Regions from separate parts of the Xenopus tropicalis genome. Here region 1 is linked to region 2. Evidence: chromatin contacts called from public Hi-C data. All regions are on one chromosome and are shown on one strand. Each heading gives the region's core, a stretch centred on a gene start, on an enhancer-like site or on the middle of the called end of the contact. The rest is flanking DNA. Distances are from core to core; before and after follow the strand shown.

Region 1 (6,257 bases), core at 2,783-5,282, 160 kb after region 2:
AGAAGGATATAAATGATCTGGAGATATATATATAAAATAGAGAACACTTGTCATTAAGACCTTAGGTGTCTCTCCCCACATGAAGGTACTAAGCGCCTTCTGGAGTACATTTCTTTACAGATGGTATGTCATGGTACTTGGCATCTCAAGTGCAGAGATTTTAAATTTTTCCTAAACTTTCTTCTGAAGGAATGAGACTTTAAAAAGCAGCTACAGAACAAACAAAACCTTCCATCATAGAACAACTTCTGGACCTAGTAGTCCCAACCAATGCATCATTCAGTTTAGGGTTCTGGTCTCCAATACAGAACAATACCACATCCATATAATAGTACTCATGACTGCCAACTTAGCAGTTGAGTTGTACTTTCCCCATAACTAGCCCCAGTACTTCAGATGGGCAACAGGAAAGCTGTATCATTTCTGTGCAAAGAGGCAGTTTCTCATAGACAGGCCCTTCATAGAAAGATATTGCTCAGAGCAAAAAGCATTCAAGGAATGCAAAAGGGAATAGTGGACAGGCTAGATCATCAGAGACATATAGTATCTATAGAGTATACTATATGTAATCTGCCACCAAAAACCTCTATTTTGGAATTCCTTAAGCTTTAGTGAAATAAATATAGTCATCCCAACATCATAATTCCATTCTAACAAATTTGTTTTGAGAATATTGTACCATGTTGCATGTACAGACAACAAATTTTATTTTTCTTGACAGATCCTGTCAGGCCTTTGTGCCTCTCCTATCGCTGATTCACCAAGCACTCATGAACATACATCAAGACAGGGCAACAGATGTCATTATAGTATTTCCATTAACTTTCCACAAATTTTGCAACAAATGTTTGCTAAGGTTTATAACAGAATGCTTTCAGGTCCAAGGAATTTCTACAGAAATTAACCTATTCATTGTGGTTGTCAGTCCCTAAAATGGTTAGATATTTCAGCTTTTCTCTTTTATTTCTTTAGCTAAGGATATAATTGTGCCCCAAAATACCCAGGTGGTCTTACCTTAATATTTAACTTAGACTAAATGCATTTCCTTGTCACTGGCCAGTCAAATACTATTCCAAGCTTAAAAGGAATATCTACAATCCATATCAATAAAGTATCCCAAACTCTAAGAATAATCTTTGCTTGAAAAATATGTCTTATTCAAATTTCCATATTAAAAACATACAGACCCCATAGTGTTCCACCTTACGCATTTTGTACCCTTCTCGTACTTAGTCATAGGCAGTTGTGTACCCATATGTTCCAGAACACTCTTTAAACATCACAGTCTCTCCACCCATTGTTAGAAAAACAATCACTCCCCAGTTTGATGAATAATGTTATACAAATACATTTACAGGGTTCTGCACACTGGAGTACTCTACAGTAGAATTAACATTACTAAATAGTAAGAGAGCTCACAACTTTTCATAACCTGATAAACACATCTATACAAATATTGCAATACTCATAATGGCTTCATTAGATTAAATAAACCAATAAATAACATCAAAAATAATATGTAAAAAAAAAACAGTGAAATCATTATACCTCAAGTAAAACATGTAACGTCAAACTCATAATTAAGGTCTAAAGGTAAGTGTCTATGCAAATGAAAAAATCCAGAACAACTCCCTTCTAGCCAAAAGGCCTAACAGATCCCCACCTCTCACTCCTAATCTCACTTTCTTAATTCCCTGGACTGAGAAGAAGTTAGTATCACACATATTGCATTGTGCAAAATGTCTTGTTATATTGATTTTCTCCATTGCTTAGGGATTCTTTACCTGACCCAGATGTTCTCTATCTGATCTTTTACTTCAGTGATCTATTTGTGCATCCCACATACTGCTTTTGGCATTTTAGACATGTTATTAAATAGATAACTGCAGAGGTATTGCAATTAATGTAGTCCCTAATCCTAAAGCTGTCTCCATGTTTTTTGGTAGCAATAAATATGGAAGTCGTAGGTGTGTCACGTGCCAACATATGAAAGTTTCTAAGGAATTTAATTAAACTCTCACTAAAATAAGTGTTACTATTAGGATCTACATTAATGGACTGGCTTTGGGCAGTGTTATAATCCATAATCATTCACTAGAAATTATTTTTTCTTATTTTTTTACTTTGTTTCTATCACTCAGATGGCAGATCGACCAGGTCAGGGAATAACAAAAATCCATTAGAAATATAAACAGCTGTGTAACATTACCCCTCTGCAAAATATCTTTGGAAGGGCCCAAGCGTGCACTGAAGCCTAACCCAGCCCACACATGCAAGTGAGTGCACACACCAGATGCACAATCTTTCAGTGGCAATAGAGGAAGCAGACCCCATGGTCCAGACCCCCTGTTCCCCAGGCTTCTCCCCCACAACTGCAAGGTCTGCTTCCGCTGAAGTTACACCACTGAATTTTAGTGTTTGTGCAAATGTTTCCAGGGCTGTAAAGTCTCTGGCTTTAATCGGGGGTCTCATGAAAATTCCCACTCACCCTTGGTCTACTGATAGCCTTGAATGCTCATTGTGCAAGCATAGTGAGCATTCCATGCGCATACGCAATGATGGCAAACAGAATATCAGTGGTGTGCTCTACACACCACAAAAATCCCCTGGAAGACAGTCTCCCAAGGTTGACAGGTCTGGGTTTACCTTGTTTTGCCTATACACCATATGGCACAGTTCAGACTCTCCCCTTGGCACATGGGCTGGGCACAAATCCCTGCAGCAGAGAAAATGCTGACCAGGTGGGCCTGATTAGACTCAGCTGGCCAATTAAGAAGCCAGGTTAGTCAGTCTACAGGAGAGCTCTGACAGAGAGAGATAGAGGTGTCTCTGAATCTAACATACAGGAATCTATGTGCCTGTACACACACAGTTGCCTTTGCAGAGGTCTGTAATATTGCTTCAATTGATGTGTCACTGTCACCAGTATGGCAGAAGTATCTTATACACTCTTTTGTTACACCTGTATTTGACTATTAAAGTAAGATTTCTATCTTGATGTGTAAATTGTAGGGGGGTGACTGACAAATGATCTAAGTCTGCAAAGCATAGGCCTTTCCACCAGTGACTCCTATTGTTGCCGGTGGAAAGGCATTTCGGAGTGGTTTTGCAGGTGACTAAATCACTCCGTCGGACATTAGTGTTATATGTACAAATGCAGCTTCATCAGCACCCAGCCCAGTCTGGCTCCATTCCTAAATTTTTCCTCTGCACATTTTGCTGTTGAGGGGTGAGGCTTCATGACATTCCATAGCAAATGAGCTTTCACTCTGCTGTCAGTCACACATTTCTGCATCACTGACGCAGACCAGGTAGCCAGAGATTCTGGAGTTTGGGAATGGGAGGCTGCTTCAATAATAAACCATAACCTTGTAAATTTTTAAAAATCTATGAATTGTCAAAATGTTTGTCTAGACTTTATATTTTCAATATTACAGAAACATTTTTCATGATTTTTATGCTCATCTCACTTATAATTGTTAAATTGTGTCCTATGTGTAGTCGAACCCTACAAGACAATTCCGTTTTTGCGCACACACACTTATTGTCTGTACCCTGTCAGTCTAATCCAATGCTTGGCAACACTCCACAACCAACTAATAGGTGGTTAAGCCCCACCCACTATTGACACCTCGGACCGGGCAGCAGCAGACTCTTGAGGTGGTTACCGAGCGCTAAACCGGAGGAAAGCACTGTCTGAACAGAATTTGGAGGGAAGAGTAGGCGTATTGAGTATATAGGCGTGACGCGAGCAGCAGAGCGAAAGTTATCGCCTGAAGAAAGGTATTCGGTAATTTTAGTTAAACGAATCGAAAACCTTACGAGAGATAGCGTGGTCAGTCAAAGGGACCGCTATACAAACTGAAATACCGGGCGGGAAAGTTGTAAAGCAACATTAGCCCGCGGCCGGAAAGCTAGAGCTACTAGTTTAGAGGAGGGGCGAGTTTCATTAGAGTAGGCGTGTGCCCTCCCCGGGGCGGGGCTACCGGTTTCAGGAAATCGGCCGGCTGAATCAGGTAGCGGAGGAGGCCGGAGATACATTGCGTGGCCTGGGCTGATAGCTGTAGTCGTGTCTTGGCCTATCGTGTTCGTCTTCATCCTGTTTGTGTCTCCTTGCAGAAAATGGTCGGCTGGCAGCTGAACCTTGGCCCGCTAAAGGAGCCCCTGGGCTTTATCAAATTATTGGAATGGGTAAGTATGAACATATGGGAAGTGCAGGGTCGGTTGGCAGTGGGTATATAAATGAGGCAGGTATGGCCATATTTACATTGTGCTTGGGGTTATTTCCCATATTACAAGACGCCTCCGTAGTCGCAGCAACTTGGTTTTATTGTGGATTTTGCAAGCTGCGCGTCAGTGAGCAGGGAATAGGGAAGGGCTGAGTCCTGGGATCCGCTTGCAGGCGGGCCTACTCCTCCGATGGCTGACAGGTGACATACATGCGCTCTTGTGCTGCCGCTGCCCTAGTCACGGGACTGCCAGAAGGAATCATGGGATGGCTAACTGCTTATCGTGGGATGGCTAACTGCTTATCATGGGATGGCTAACTGCTTATGCTCGCCCTCACATCTCCGGCCAAAGTGGCGGTGCGCAGTAAGCGCTGTGGCCGGTACCTGTAGCTCTGCAAGTACTGTGCCACTGCCTAGCATGGAGGGGCCTCGCCAATATTATTGTCATATAAAATGTGGCGAACTTGCAAAACTCTGACTCGGTTTTTAGTACGGAAAAGTTTAGCTTAGAAACTAAGCGCTAAACATGTTAATCTTCTCTGTGCACCACACAAGGCTGGGTGGCAGGGCAGAGCCGCTCCGTATGAGACATGGGCGCTGGCAGCTGCTGATCCTTATTTGCCAAGTGTGGGTGGAGTGGAAGTACTAATCGGGGGATCACGGGATGGGATTGTTCCTGAGATAGCGCTGCTCACACTGAGGAATTCCATTCGCGACTTTACACTTTCAGTACATAGCCTTCCCAAGTGAAGTACCCTCAAATTTTTCAATTACTGACATAACTGAGCTGGTGTGAATATAGATAGCCCCATGATATTAAGCCAAAGTGTATTTGTGTAAAATATTGTCTTGTATAAGGTAGAATGCTATTTTATAAAGATTTTAAGACAAAATCAGGATTAAAGAATTTGCCATATGATCTTGTGATTTGTGATAATGGTACAACGTTCACGTTTTTAAAGGAACAGTAACACCAAAAAATAAAAGAGCTTTAAAGTAATAAAAATATAATGCACTGTTGCCCTGCACTGGTAAAATTGGTGTGTTTGCTACAGTAACACTACTATAATTTATATAATAAGCTGCTGTGTAGCCATGGGGGCAGCCATTCAAGCTGGAAAAAAGGAGAAAAGGCACAGGTTACATAGCAGATAACAGATAAGCTCTGTAGAATACAATAGTGTTTTATCTGTTATCTGCTATGTGCCTGTGCCTTTTCTGCTTTGAATGGCTGCCTCCATGGTTACATAGCAGCTTATTTATATAAATTATAGTAGACTTTCTGAAGTAAACACACAACTTTTACCAGTGCAGGGCAGCAGCACATTATATTTTAGTTACTTTTATACACTTTCATTTTTTGGTGTTACTGTTCCTTTAACATGCAGGCACATCCATTCTGTAGATCATATTAGCAGGCAGCAAGCTCTACATTCTAATATTCTAATGTTTAATCATATCTAAACAAATCATGCACTGGGCAGGCTGATAAATGAATATAAAAAGGATATGTACCCATCAGTAATTTTGGACCGTATTCAAGGTATATCCTTAATACAGCACTTGCAGTTTCATAGGAAGTAGATGGTAGCCACATCCCAGATGCATACAACACACAGGCAAGTTCTAGTTGTTTGTTTTTTACATAAGCAATTTACCTGTTTCTATTCATTTCTAAGACTGTTGGGGTAATAACATTTACTTTTTTTTTTGTAATCTGTCCTATTCGGGGATCAAAATAAGTCATGTTGGTGTCAACTTTTGTATTGTTTGTTATACTGAAGGGTTTCTGAGAAGTCTTCTTATCACACTAGTGCTGTTATATGCATTGAAAGCTGATTTTAAATGTTTTTGAACATATCGGAATGCACACACATTGTCAAGTGTTTCTCATTCAACACCAATATTTGATAAACCATTGTATTATAAAACCAGGTTGCTAGTGGGTGTATATTCCTGCCAAGGGGTATATAACACCTGTAAAAAGAATAGCTGTAACATTCCTTTCAAAATGCTAGTAACACCTGG
Region 2 (6,046 bases), core at 3,229-5,728:
TCACGCATGTGCAACGTAGTCCCCCCCACCCCCTACGGGCACGCATGTGCGCCACTTTATTCAATCGGAGCTGTGGGAACAGCTCTAAGGTTTCGGTGCTTCTTCTCCCCATTACACCGCATGGGGGCAAATTATTCTGGGGCGGCATGCCGCCCCTAAATTTCTGCCGCCCTAGGCCTGGGCTTTGTAGCCTCGCCACAAATCTGGGCCTGGATGTCACTTCACCCTGGCCTCATTTACATAAAACATCATTATGTGAAGGTTTAACAAAATACATGGTGACAGGATCATAAATGATCTGAGAATGTCACACCTGCATGTTTAATTAAAATGTCTTCATTGCGTTTACTTAATGCAACTAAATATAAGTCAAGAAATCAATTGCTGTCTCATTATTTACAATGTCTAGGTCTGTGAAGGACAGCTATTGCTGTTATTAAAGAGCCTTCAAAGTCTCTTGAAAAAAAGGCTGAAGTCAACATTAGTCCATATTTTAGTTATTTAAAAAAACGTCGACCTTGTAGATCAAACATAATGCCTAATACTAGGTATGGATAATAGTATGGACTTACTCAGTTTCTGCTGTGGCTTTTCAATTGCTGCCTAAGGAGCAGGGCTTTGGGTCTTTATGTCCCCTATACATTATATGCCCTATAAGGCAATTCCCTTTTGTAAGTCCTGACCAGTTCCTACATGTCAAATGGAACTATGCACATCTCTGCTAATGTCTCCATGGTGAAATATAGTTTCTTGTGAAACTAAGAGGCAGTTTAAATGTATGTATATTTTTATTTATAAAGTGCTACTTATGTACGCAGCACTGTAGAGTAGAATACATTAATACAAATAGGGGGTTATTAAAGGAAATGTAAACCCGACACACAAAAATTTAATCAGTGAACAGCCTCTTTGAAATCTTTGAATACCTGCCACTCTGGTTGTCCAGAGATTAATAGTAAGGTTGCAGTGTCCCCTTTATCACTTACATTTCCTTCTCCACCCGTAACCCACTCGGCCCCCTCCCTCAGGAATTTGCTTTGGCTGTTGGCTTGTGGGCATGCTCAGTTGTTCTAAGCTCAGATTACTAAACACACCCTCCAGTCTAGCAGCCAGTGAAGAGATGGCATTGCTGGTTCCCATAGAAACTCAGCTCTAGCTGTCTGCTTCAACTTTTTTCTCCTGAGCTCAGCTTTACCTACAGTGCTCAAACAAAGCAGAACTTTTATCAAAGACAGTTCTGCCTGTGTGAGCCTGCATTCTTGATGAAATGTATGCTGAATAAGGGTCTGTGTGTGTGTATGCTGTTTGCAGATTTAAATGTATCTGAAAATGGCCACCGGGTTGAAAGCTGCTATTTGCTTTAGGAAAATGTGATGGTGCTAGCAAATGGAGGGGATATATGCAGTACAAATTATGCCATTAGGGTGGGGGAGACATGCCCAACTGATATACATTGTAGGCAAATTCTGGAGAATTCAGTGTATTGTGGAAAAAACATGGCAATTACTCTCACAATTGCACTTTGCACACTGCATCTAGGTAAGTGAATGCACTTTAAGGGCTGTGACAGATGGGGAGATTAGTCACCGCGCGACATACCTCCCTAGTCACGGGCGACTAATCTCCCTGAAATGCCATCCCACTGGCTAGAATGTAAATCGCCGGTGGTTTGGCATACAGGGCGCCGAAATCACCGAAGTTTCCTATCAAGACAACTTTGGCGATCTTGGCAAATCTCCAAGCCGCGTATGCCATCCCACCAGTGATTTACATTCTAGCCGGTGGGATGGAGATTTGTTGTGCGGCGACTAATCTCCCTGTCTGTCTCGGCTCTAAATGTACTTGCGGATTAGTGATTCCAGTTCTTTAGAGGGGGCAAACACTCACTCAAACTAAGCAAACAGTTAGCTATACAGTAGCTGACCCTGTAAGCTACTGATTGGCCTGCAGGATGAATACCTTACACCTTTCTTTTTTTTTCATTCAGGCCAATAACTTGGAAGGGTTGGAACTGCAAGAAATGAAGAGAAGCTGTGGCTCCCCTTTATTTCTTAATCTGACAGTATGATAAACACTAGCATCTCTGGAGGAAGTTGAAGTAGGATGGCAGGGGGATTATTATTAAAGGGCACCTATCACCTTAAAATTGCTTCCCACACCAGAGGTGTGGTCTTTTTTTTTTAAAAAAGCCCCCTATAGTGTTAGGCTACCTGCACCGGGTGGCTGCATAACCGAGCAGAATTTCTGAAGAACTTTTCCTGCTTACTTAGATGTGCCTAGCTGGCCTGTAGTGGTTCCTCAAAAGGAGTGAAAGAACATGGACATGCATGAAGTGGAACCAAGGGTGTTTTAAAATCATGGGGCCAAAATTTCAAATGCATACTTGCTGGTACTGCAGATACAAACTGCAGGCTGCCACCACATCAGGTGCATTTGTTAAAAGTCTGGAGAAGAATATGGATATTGTTAACAAGGGGGTCATTCTTTTGCCTTCCAGCACTGAAATGATGTGGCCCACAAGACATGTTGGCTTTTGTCCAAATCAAATGTGATTGATGAATCAGCACCTACAAGACTGAGGATTGTCCCTGTAGCATTGGGGAGGGGGAATTTGGAGGTTCCTTGTCAGAAGAGTCAGCAAGCACAGAAGCAGCAGTAGTGGCAGGATTTCCAGATGCCAAAGTGATAGATGGCAAACAAGCTACTAGAACCTCCAGAAATGTTCCCAGTGCAACTCTCTGAAATATGTAAGCTTCCAAAACTCATCTAGTTCAACTCTGCTTGGCCTTATAAATTTCCATTTATGTCCCCATTACACAAATAGTTTAATATTTATAAGGGACAGTGATGAATTTTGGTGGAAGATATAAAACATCAGATCCAATGTTTGATAATCACAAAACAAGATTAAAATAATGTTGAAACATATAGATTGGGGTCTGTGAATGTTAATGACAGTGCCCTTTCTAGAAATGTTCAACCTGTTCAAGGGGTGAGCCTGTATTTGGTTGCCCATATCAGGTCTTCCCTCTTCTCTACCTACCAATCACGATCATTATACTAGCATCAAGAAAACATTTTTTATTTCCACACTAATGGGGTTATGTGATAAAGAACACACATTTGCCCAGGTGCAATAGCCCATAGCAACCAAACAGCGGGAAACATTTACTAGTCACCCACAAGCAAACAATTTATTGGTTGCTATGGGTTACTGCACCTGGCCAAACTTAGTGCCTTTTATTACATAAGGGGGTAAGACCATTATTACATTTGGCACCCTTCATGGTATAAACAAAGCCATTCAGCTAACTTTATCATTCCTCATACCACATATATTTAAATAAGCCATGCCCTGTTGTGTCTCTCTCCCTTTGAATTGTTCAACCTCTTACCCCTTTTGAGCCCTGGAAAAAAAAAAAATTCTCTCATCTATTTGCAAGAGAATAAAAAAAAAACCACATTGTTTTTTCATGGCGGTTGCTGGCGATACTTGCTGCCACCACCACCAATATTTGACCATCACCATTTGGTCACCACTGTGTCTGTCATAAGATCCTTAGGGCCACCACTCTGTCTTGAAATTCATGAGGGCCACAGGGTGTAATGAAATGCAGGAACCATAGTATGCCTATTGTTCCCCCCATGTAAAAAGGGGTGTGTTTTGTAACTGGGTGTGGCATTTTGGGGGTGTGGCTTCAAAGTCAGCATGGCTAAAATGTTGATGCACTAGTTAATCATTCCCCTCTTTGGGATTTGTAATTATGTAAGGCATGTTAAAGTCACAAGAATTTATTGGTTTTGATTTGGTTCTGTTGAAAACTTACCTGTATCAGACTTCCGCAAGAAGTGCTTTGATCCATCAAACCCCAAACTGAATGCTGGAGTTTGGGCATTACTAGTATAATTACCCAAGTTTCATATTCTTCTGTCCATATTATGACTAGAAGAGCAAAATTACCTACCCATATCATGAATCTTATTTTAGTAATTAAAAGATGTAAGTGTTAAATAAATGTTTTCAAACAGGTTCAAAACAGTAGACCACTCGTTTTAAAGTACATGCAACTTTGAAATCAAATATAATCACGTTGGCTTCTTTCTTGACATCTATTATATGTATCATGCTCTAGAGAATAGCAAAGTAAAAGCTTACAAAGTATCATATAAGACGTGCAAACGTGTTTTTAAGAACAAAAATAACTTCTTAACACATTCATTAAACAAAGTAACTCTTGGTGTCGAAACAATATGGCCGCCATTGGCTGACCAGGTTGGTTTCGCCATATATCGCTCCACTTTAGGCACCCCCTGACGTTCGACTGCTCCGCCCATTGAGTCACAGCTGTCCAATAACGCAGCGGGCAGACCGCTATTATCCACTCGGTGCGCCAGATCCCTAAAAGTAGGCGGGACTTGAGGATGTCGTATTTCAAAGAAGCTGCTATATAGCCAACGGTAGAGACTGTTTGAAGAAGCCATTTTGTTTTCAGCATCGTATTGGAGCACCCTGCTTTAAATCAGGCGGCCAGAAGGGGGGCGGCGGCGCTCCAGATGAGCTAAATCAGCGGTTAACTTTTTAGTCGTTTAACTATTTGGCCGCCGATAGACACAATAGAAATAAGTGAGGTAGTGGCGGCGTACGATGGAAGAAGAAAAAGTTGTATACTCCAGGTCGCAGCTCCTGCTGTTTGCCGGCACTAAGCCGCTGGAGGACGCGCTGGAGATGTTCGTGCCGGAATCCAAGCAATTCATGAGCTCGGACACTGAGCTGTGGAACTTCCTCTGCAGCCTCAAGCGGGACTTCTCGCCGGTCATCCTGCGCAGCAAGGACGTGTATGGCTACTCCTCCTGTCGCTCTGTGGTCCCAGATCCCAGCTATTTCTCCAGTAGAAATGTAAAAGAGAAGCCGCAAGCAGCGGTAGTGCCTCCGCCGAGAAAGCCGCCTGTCAAGAGAAAGCGGAGAGGCATGCGGCTTACTTGTAAGAAGCGCCGGCGGCGGGACAGGGCTGACAGCGCAGGGGGCAGCGAGGAGACGGGCAGTGGCAGTAGCGGCTGTAGCAGCCCGACCCCATCGGACGTCCCGGGGCTCCCTCACCTGGACAGATCCATTGAGGAGATTTGGAAGGCGGCCACTCCTAAAATTGCCATGTTCCCCAGCATACGGGTCAGGGATGTGTCGTGTAAAGCTAAAGTGGCCGATGCGTGCAGGCGTGCCCAGGAGATATTACAGGTTAACCTGCAGCCTGTGGTGCGGATCAAACGCTTCCCCATCCTTTACTCCTCTTGAAAAGGCGACCGAGCTTTTGCTCCTTGTGCACTTTTACTGCTGGGCTGCTCGCCCTGGAGACTTGGGGGCACTCAGTCTAATGAAGGGGCTCGCCCCAGCGTCAAGTCAGCCTGTTTACATGTCCCCTTGATTCTTTATTCCCACTGCACTTTACTACAAAGATTACTACTTTCATCTTAAGGAATAGTAAGAGTTATGGATCTGTATGCTCACTTGTGCTCTAAAGGAAATGCTGTCCTGTCCCAAGGAGAAGATGGCTCTAGTTTTTTCCCAGTTGTTGGCTTGGTGCAGCCTCAAACTGCCTCACTGGGGGAGAAGGGTGGAGAGTGACCCTCAAAGAAGCAGTTTTGCTGCACTAAAGGGGCTTATGCAATTAATATCCAATCTGCAACCCTCCAGTCACTGAATTATGCTGTATCCATAGGGCATTTGGCTATTCTAGGAGCTGAAGCTCATGGCCTGGTGGAGTTCTTTAAGTTAGATATTCTCCTCCCTAGCATAGATGGCTAGTGGATTAGGGTTGCCTCTGTCCTGGCACCATTTTTGATGGAAGGGATCCCTGTAAGAGACACTTGGAATTATATTGCCTAAATGCTCCTCAGTTTGGTATGACCTAACTTGGAGTAGGTACTACAGAATCTTTGTAATGACGTTATTCCTCTACTAGTCTAAGATCTGACTGCTGTAATGATGTGAATCATGACATTTTAAAGATCAGCCTGAAATCTCTAGAACATGCTTATTTATGAATCTGTA

Evidence for each region. Hi-C and Micro-C count contacts between places; a contact is called where the count stands out from the background.
Region 1: a Hi-C map of brain shows a contact between it and region 2, with 4 times the contacts expected there. The contact joins the promoter of sypl1 here to the promoter of ccdc71l in region 2. A contact is called at or near these places in 2 of 5 Hi-C or Micro-C datasets (brain and neurula embryo).

The regions. Positions count from the first base shown.
Region 1 is chr3:76,902,595-76,908,851 of UCB_Xtro_10.0, forward strand. sypl1 (synaptophysin-like 1) reads left to right here and starts at 4,033. Exons shown (of 5, transcript NM_203750.1): 1 at 4,033-4,191. The coding sequence starts at 4,123.
Region 2 is chr3:76,743,424-76,749,469 of UCB_Xtro_10.0, forward strand. ccdc71l (coiled-coil domain containing 71 like) reads left to right here and starts at 4,479. Exons shown (of 1, transcript NM_001254942.1): 1 at 4,479-6,046. The coding sequence starts at 4,646. The coding sequence ends at 5,290.